Regions from separate parts of the Mus musculus genome. Here region 1 is linked to region 2. A link is a contact called in public HiChIP or PLAC-seq data. All regions are on one chromosome and are shown on one strand. Each heading gives the region's core, a stretch centred on a gene start, on an enhancer-like site or on the middle of the called end of the contact. The rest is flanking DNA. Distances are from core to core; before and after follow the strand shown.

Region 1 (3,547 bases), core at 1,003-3,502, 78 kb after region 2:
ACGCATGGATTTGACCATCACGTCTGAACCCTGTAGGGGCCGATCATTCATGAAGCAGGGCTTAAAATTCTCTACAGTTCCTTGGAGAATCCTCAAAGAATTCCTGGGAATTAATATACCTGCTTATTTATTCAACAAATATTCAGCGACTGCTAGCCAGATGTCTGGCACTCGGTTGGATGTTATCCTTGGGGAGACTGATCTGCCAAGTTTCTGCTATCACTCCTTCTCCAAGAGCATCTCTGTCAGCGTCTGCGTTACAGCTGAGCTCTCTGTAACTGTACTCTGCTGCTCAAGGAAAGTTGGGGATCTGATGGAGCCTAAGAGTTGCCCCAATTTAATTTCTTTTTTATTAAAGCAGACCTATTTTGAGGCTATGATCTAATAGAGGCAAGTGGATCATACGTTATCAGCACTCTGATGGACATATAATGGAATCTGTGCTGGTCATGGGAGTCTGTAATAAACGATCGCCCCAAAATCAGTAATCATGAAAGACTAATCTCCACATTGCTGCGGTTTATAAATAGTTGTTAGTGCTGAAACTCAAGTTTGAATTCAGTTGCCCTTGTTAACAGTGTGGAGACACTTTTTAACAGCATGGTTGGTGGTCATTCATCCCCAACACCAACTCCCTTGAGCTTGGTTAGCGACTGCTTATATCCTTCTCTTATAGACAGCATGTCTCTCCCTTTCCCAGGTAGAGGCTTCGATCTCCTGTGATATGGAGAAAATGATGGTTTACAGTTTATTGGAGATCAGTCTATGGAGTTGGGATGTAGCACAGCTGGAAGAACATTCGAGTGAAGAAAAGCATCCTAAAATCACAAGGTGGGAAGAAACGAGGCTTAAAGATGAGATAAGAAAACAGGAGGAAAATTATCCCTGTAATGAAGTGTGCACTCAGGCATCCCCAAAGCCTCTCCCTCCACATGGCTGCCTGCAGACTTGCTAAGCCTGCACACTTTCTGAGTTTTAACACAGAAAGCTATAACTTTTTCTGTCTCCATCTCCCTACTCTATACCCTATCCAAACCTAAGTTTGCTGTGCAGACAATCTGGGCATTCTCAGTGTCTCTGAGAACTGCCCCATCCTTCCCTAGAAATGCAGCCGCCTTCCGGCTTTCATTTCTGCCTGTGTCTTGTCTCCTTCTTCAGAAAGCACTGACTCTTTTTTTTTCTCTTCTTTTTCCATCTCTTTCCTCCCAGCAATTGAAATTCCAGTTTTGCCTGTTCTGTTATTTCCTTTCTGAAATGCTGAAAAAAAAATGTCCTCTTGAAAAAAAAAAGACAGAGCCCTTAAACAGCAACACTATCGTGTTTTCACAAGTGTATGTGCATACTGTGTGAGTTCTGCCTTCGTGCCATTATTTGGAAAATCAAAGTAGCTTATTAGAAAGAGAGGGGCTGCTGAGATGGCTCAGCTGTTAAAGCCAGGACTTGAATTCATGAAGCATTGGGAGCAGAGCTCAACTCCAGAATCCACATAAAATTGCTGGCTGTGGTGGCCAAGTTCTGCAAAGGTAGAGATGGGAACCCTGTGACTGAGCGAACACATCTGAGTGACTGAGGACAAACCCAAGATTGACCTGAGACCTCAATACACTTAGACACACATAGCATCTGCAGATGCACATGCATGCAGGCACACACACACAACACACATATACATTCACACAGACACATACCACACACATACATACCACACATTCATATAAGACACACATACCACACACATATACATGCACACACATACATACTACACACATACACACCACATACAGACAGCACACACACACACACACCCCACATCACAAACCATAAATAAATACTAGATAGAGAAAGTGGAAGCAGATGGAGGGGAGAGGAGGAGGGAGGAAGGGAGGAGGAGGGGGAGGAGGGGAGGAGGAGGGGGAGGAGGAAGAGGAGGAGGAGGAAGGGGGGAAGAGGGGGAAGAGGAGGGGGAGGAGGGGGAGGAGGAAGAGGCTGTGGCAACAATGGCATAGGTAAATCTGGCCTCTTATACTCTGCATGTGCTTGCCTGCCCTTCCACCATGCTCAAAGGCTTGCACTATTTGCAGCCCCTGACCTTGGAATTCTCATTCTTCAAACCATGACCCAAAGGCATAATTCACAACTATCATATAATCTGTTCTCTCCTCAGAAACCAGCTGATGACCCCCATGTCCACCATGCTGCTTCTGTGACTCTACTCTGCGTTCATCGACTCTGGAACTCAGTCAGGGGCGTCTGCAGCTGTCAGCAGGGGGTGGGGAGGAAGCCGTGGTGAACCTCACATTGACTCTTACAGCTTCTGCCTAGAAGTTACATGGGACCCTGCATAAGAAAGTGGCTTTCCCGATGCCACTGGCACACAGACACAGAATCTTCCCGTAGGGAACAGCAGCAAGTATTTGGGAACGATAACGTAAAGACCAAAGCACTTAGTAAATATTTGCTGATTGAATGTTCCTATGCAGTAAGTAATCACATCCCAATGTGTTATCTGGTTGAAACTCTGCACACCACTCTCAGAAGCCTGTGATTACAAATATATATATCACATACAAGTCACAACTACTTAAAACACTCTCCACCACTGGGTAAGAAGACCCCAGCCTCCATTTTCTGTCCCTATCTCCATTATGCTCTTTTTGAAATGTATAAGAAAACATTAGAAAGAGAAAAGTCTGGATTACAAAGAAACTCACATCAGCAGAAAACCGGCCTGCAGCTCCCCGAGGAATGGAAGAGCTTAGTTCCAGAGCCAGACCGTATCAAACAGGGCCTTAAAAGTAATCTGGAGCCATCCTATGTAAAACAAACTTGAGGCCAGCAGGAAGCCTCAAAGGGGGCTGCAGAGTAGGAAGGAAGGGAATGGATTCCAGACTGCCAAGAGGATTTTCTTGATTGAAACAAGACCAACTCACAGAACCGCGTTTCGTGTGAGCCTACAATTCCCCAATTTTCTGAAGAAGAAGAAGAAGAAGAAGAAGAAAAGCATGAAAGCAAGCATAGAGAATTTTCGGAATCACTGGGCTGTATAGAGGAAAGATGCTTTTCTGTTGAAAGAGATAGATATCTAAGCTGTGGGTGAACCGTGTGATGCGAGAGGCAGTCACTGCACACGGAACTCACCTTCACAGATTTGTCATTCAACCTGGTGCTCAAAGCTGGATCCAAGAGGCCACGCACTATCTCCTAGACTCTCTTGTCTGTTACTGTTTGGTTTCTTCTCCAGGCTGAGCTGCTCCCATGGCTTCTCTTCCCTAGGGTCTTGGCTGTGAAGGCCTTATGTCTTCCTTGGCTGAGCTTCCAAAGACACCCGAAAGAGAGCTGAGTTTCTCCCTTATTGCTGGTCTGAGTTGCCTCTGTCCTTTGCAGCTGACAGATCTCCTTGTGAGTTCCTCTATGGTCTTCTGGCTTTGACTCTGTATGATGGACAGCTGGTAACCAGCCAGCAGTTCTGTATATCCTTCTGTAGCGTTGAGCAGGACTCAACGTCATTGCACCTTCCATCTTTCCGCTGGACATGCCCCACCCCATC
Region 2 (3,440 bases), core at 464-2,963:
CCAGCCTCTAGTCAACTCTTTCATCTCACTTCCCATCACCAAGTGCCAACTACGGCTGTCTGGAAAGACATGGACTCCTCAGCTGAGGAAAAGTATTTTAAGGGGGTAATTTGGACAGCAATAAATATTCTCAACTGCAGGACTAATTGGAGGGTCCCCTTCTGCAGCGCTACGAATAGAAAGAGAAGTAACAACCTAATACTATTGCGAACTGAGCCACAGAAATCTCATTGTGAGATGGAGCAAGTTCTGACACCACATCAACACGTGTCAAACTATGACATCAGATTCCTTCAGTGGTATTTGAAACGGGAAACATACCCCAACTTAATTCACAATAGTTTCCACTCTGTAACTGCGTTTTAAAGCATCAGTGGTCGTCTCCTCCTCCCACATCCATTCAGATAAATAAGATAGTATGGACTTTATGCCCCTAAGCAGCACATGGAACGATCAGAGATACAACTAGAGAGCTTTAAGGCGGCAGGCAGCTTTGTTCCCGGTTTGGGGAGGTTTTCACATGTAAATGTCCCTGAGGAAGGGAGCTGAGGATTAAGTACCCCGAGAGGGCGGTGCGAGGGTGAGCAGGTGGAGACCCAAGCAGCCTTACTAGCGGACTAAATGGGGCGTACACTTTGCTCTCCCATTCAACTTTTTAGGTGTCACGATGTACAGAAAGGGCACGTTCTAGATAGAAAGGCCAAGGGAACTACCGCTCTATGTTCATTTGTGAGCGTGTCAATCCAGGAGGTGGGAGGGCAGACACCCTCTCTAAGTCTCCGCCAACCGGGATCAGAGTCCAGCGGCCGCCGCGCAGCGCCGCGGCCTGAGCAACAGGAGAACCCAGGCGGCTGCTACGCCGGCCCCGGGACTCGCGGGAACTCCCGCCCCTGAGTCGGCCGAGCGCTCCGTTGCAGCCCCTGGCGGGATCCCGGCCCCGTAAAGCCGATAACGGGGCCGGGAGCAGCATAAGGGCCACGTTGAAGAAGCGGGAGTCGGCACAGGCCGGAAGGGGGCGAAGGGGCACTGGCGGGGGAGGGGCGCGGGGTCAGCCCCCGGCGGTGGCCGCGACCTCTCCCCGGCTCCAGGCCCGCTGCCCCGGAACCGGGGCAGGAAGCGTCCCCGCCCGGACTCGGTGCTCGAAAGCCCTCGGGCAGCGAGAGAAGCGGCCCCGGCGTGGCCCGCACCAGCCCTAACCCCAAGCACTCCTCACCTCCTGGTTGAAGGCGTTGACGGCGTCCATGTTCGCGCGCGTTGCGGCGGCGGCTGCGGCTGCTCCGGGCCCGCCGGTCACCTAGACCTGGAGCGGCGGCTGAGTAGGGCCGGGTGCCGGCAGGGCCCTTGGGCGTGGAGGGGGAGGAGGACGGGAGGCGACGAGCGGCGGAGGCCGAGCAGGAAGGGGCTGCGGCCGAGGCGGCGAGGCTGGGCCGGTCGAGCGCAGGCAGAGGCGGCGGGCCCCTGCTCAGTCCCGTGCGCCGGAGGAGGGATGGGAGGCGGCGGCAGCGCGGGGCTCCAACATGTCCGTTTGGCGGCGGCGGCTGCGCTCTGCGTCGCGCTGACACGGCCCCCCGCGCCCTCCCTCACGCACTGGCCCACACTGGCCCGGCCGGCGAGCGGGCGGGCCTCTCTGTCTCTCTCCTCTCTTTCGCCAGCAGGATGGCGGCAGCGACCCGAGTGCACGCCGCGCGAAGCACCCTGGGACAGCTCGGGCCTCCAAGCGCTTCCTGAGCCCGGCTCCGCCCCGCTCGTGCTTGGCTCCGCCCACGCCCCGCCCCTCCGCGCCCCACCGGCGCCGAGCCGCTAGCGTGTGACCGCGCGTTGTCGCGCGCTTTCCCGCCGGTTGCGGCTGCGGAGAGTTCCCGTCTTCTGGGCTCAGGATCCGGACGACGGCTCCCGGGGTGCATTGTGTCCGGGCAGGACTGCGCCCTGCTGCTGCGACAAACAAAGCGCGGAGGGTGAGCGTCTGCAGTCTCCAAGTCCCCTGCTTCGACTTGCGTGCGGACCTGGTGGACGCCCTGAGCAACTTCCGAGGACTGGGCTCCTGAACCCCTAACGCTAATCTCCCCAAACCCCGTTGGGTCGCTCTCGGCAGAAGTGTGTTCTGATTCACTTGAGTTCTCACCGCCTGCCGCGCGCTGCGACCGCTGTCTGTTGGGTGTGTGAAAAATGAAAGTTTTTCTGTAGAAACCTCACTTTTGTGGAGCATGAGTATAAAAGCTAGAAGGCCTGACTCGTACTGGAAGTTGGGGACTACTTCCCGTAGAAAAGGGCGAGCATCCTAAAAGAATTCGAGAAAGGAGGGGCCCTCTGGACCTTGCGCGCTGTGCTATCACCTCTCCTTGGAGGACAACCGGCTGGTACTTAGGGAAAGCAACTGGCCCTACCGAGACCAGATCCTAGCAGAGTTAGGATTTTGTTCTTAAGGGGGCATCATGCAGGTTGACATCCTGCAAAGTATGCATGCGGAAGAAAGTGGGGCCAGGAACAGCATGGCTTCGGGCCCTGGAGATGATGAGGCTGAAGGTATCAGGCACTGGAGGAAAGACAGAATGGTGTTCCGGAGGGAAGATGCACACTGCTTCTTGAAGGACATGAGTGCTGGGTTTGCGTCAACTTGGTAATAATTTAAGGAAGGAATGAGTTTGAGGGCGTAATGGCTAATCTTTGTCAATGCCTATGAACAGTGTCCTCATTTAAGTCAGCCTAGTTCAGTTAACCACCATGCCCAAGTTTATCTGGCTAGACGGTTATCTTTTCGGGCTCTAGCCATCTGAGCTGTCCCTGGGATAGTTAACTGAGGGCTTTTGCGATATGGGTAAAGTCCAGGAAAATGGCTGAGAGGAGGTAGATACCTGGGATTCAATACTGCACAGCTAACAGGAGCTGAAAAGTCAGACAGACAAGGAGCAGAGGTGTTTAAGAACAAGGTGTTTGGCCCAGCATGGTGGCACACGCCTTTAATCCCAGTACTGGGGAGGCAGAGGCAGGTGGATTTCTGAGTTCGAGACCAGCCAGGGCTATACAGAGAAACCCTGTCTCGGAAAAAAAAAAGAAAAAGAAAAATCTCAGCCCTAACCAAGGCTGTGGGTTCAACTCCGACAGGGTAAGGATCAGGAAATGCCTCTCCATAGGATAGCTGTGGTTAACAAGAATTAATAGTAGGGCTGGTGAGATGGCTCAGTGGGTAAGAGCACCCGACTGCTCTTCCGAAGGTCAGGAGTTCAAATCCCAGCAACCACATGGTGGCTCACAACCATCCATAACGAGATCTGACTCCCTCTTCTGGAGTGTCTGAGGACAGCTACAGTGTACTTACATATAATAAATAAATAAATAAATCTTAAAAAAAAAAAAAAGAATTAATAGTAAAGTTCAAAGTAACCATAGAGAGGACCCTGAATATATCATCCACACAGAGAAGTAATAAGACAGTCGGTGGT

Evidence for each region. HiChIP or PLAC-seq counts read pairs in DNA pulled down with a chosen protein or histone mark.
Region 1: an H3K4me3 HiChIP or PLAC-seq map of the SCID.adh cell line shows a contact between it and region 2, with 16 read pairs. The contact joins the enhancer-like site here to the promoter of Scaf4 in region 2. A contact is called at or near these places in 1 of 39 promoter capture datasets (cranial neural crest), 4 of 115 datasets of contacts at active chromatin or transcription factors (the SCID.adh cell line and embryonic stem cells) and 1 of 9 other capture datasets (adipose tissue).

The regions. Positions count from the first base shown.
Region 1 is chr16:90,360,344-90,363,890 of GRCm38.p6, forward strand. No RefSeq gene overlaps it. Among named protein-coding and RNA genes, the nearest start is that of Hunk, 24 kb to the right of the region's middle. Within about 2 kb of position 2,253, at least 1 of the 459 cell types and tissues checked has an H3K27ac peak or open chromatin away from gene starts, as enhancers often do. A contact at or near this core is called in the SCID.adh cell line, where this site is marked.
Region 2 is chr16:90,282,790-90,286,229 of GRCm38.p6, forward strand. It overlaps Scaf4 (SR-related CTD-associated factor 4), which reads right to left and starts at 1,714. Exons shown (of 20, transcript NM_178923.4): 1 at 1,214-1,714. The coding sequence starts at 1,243.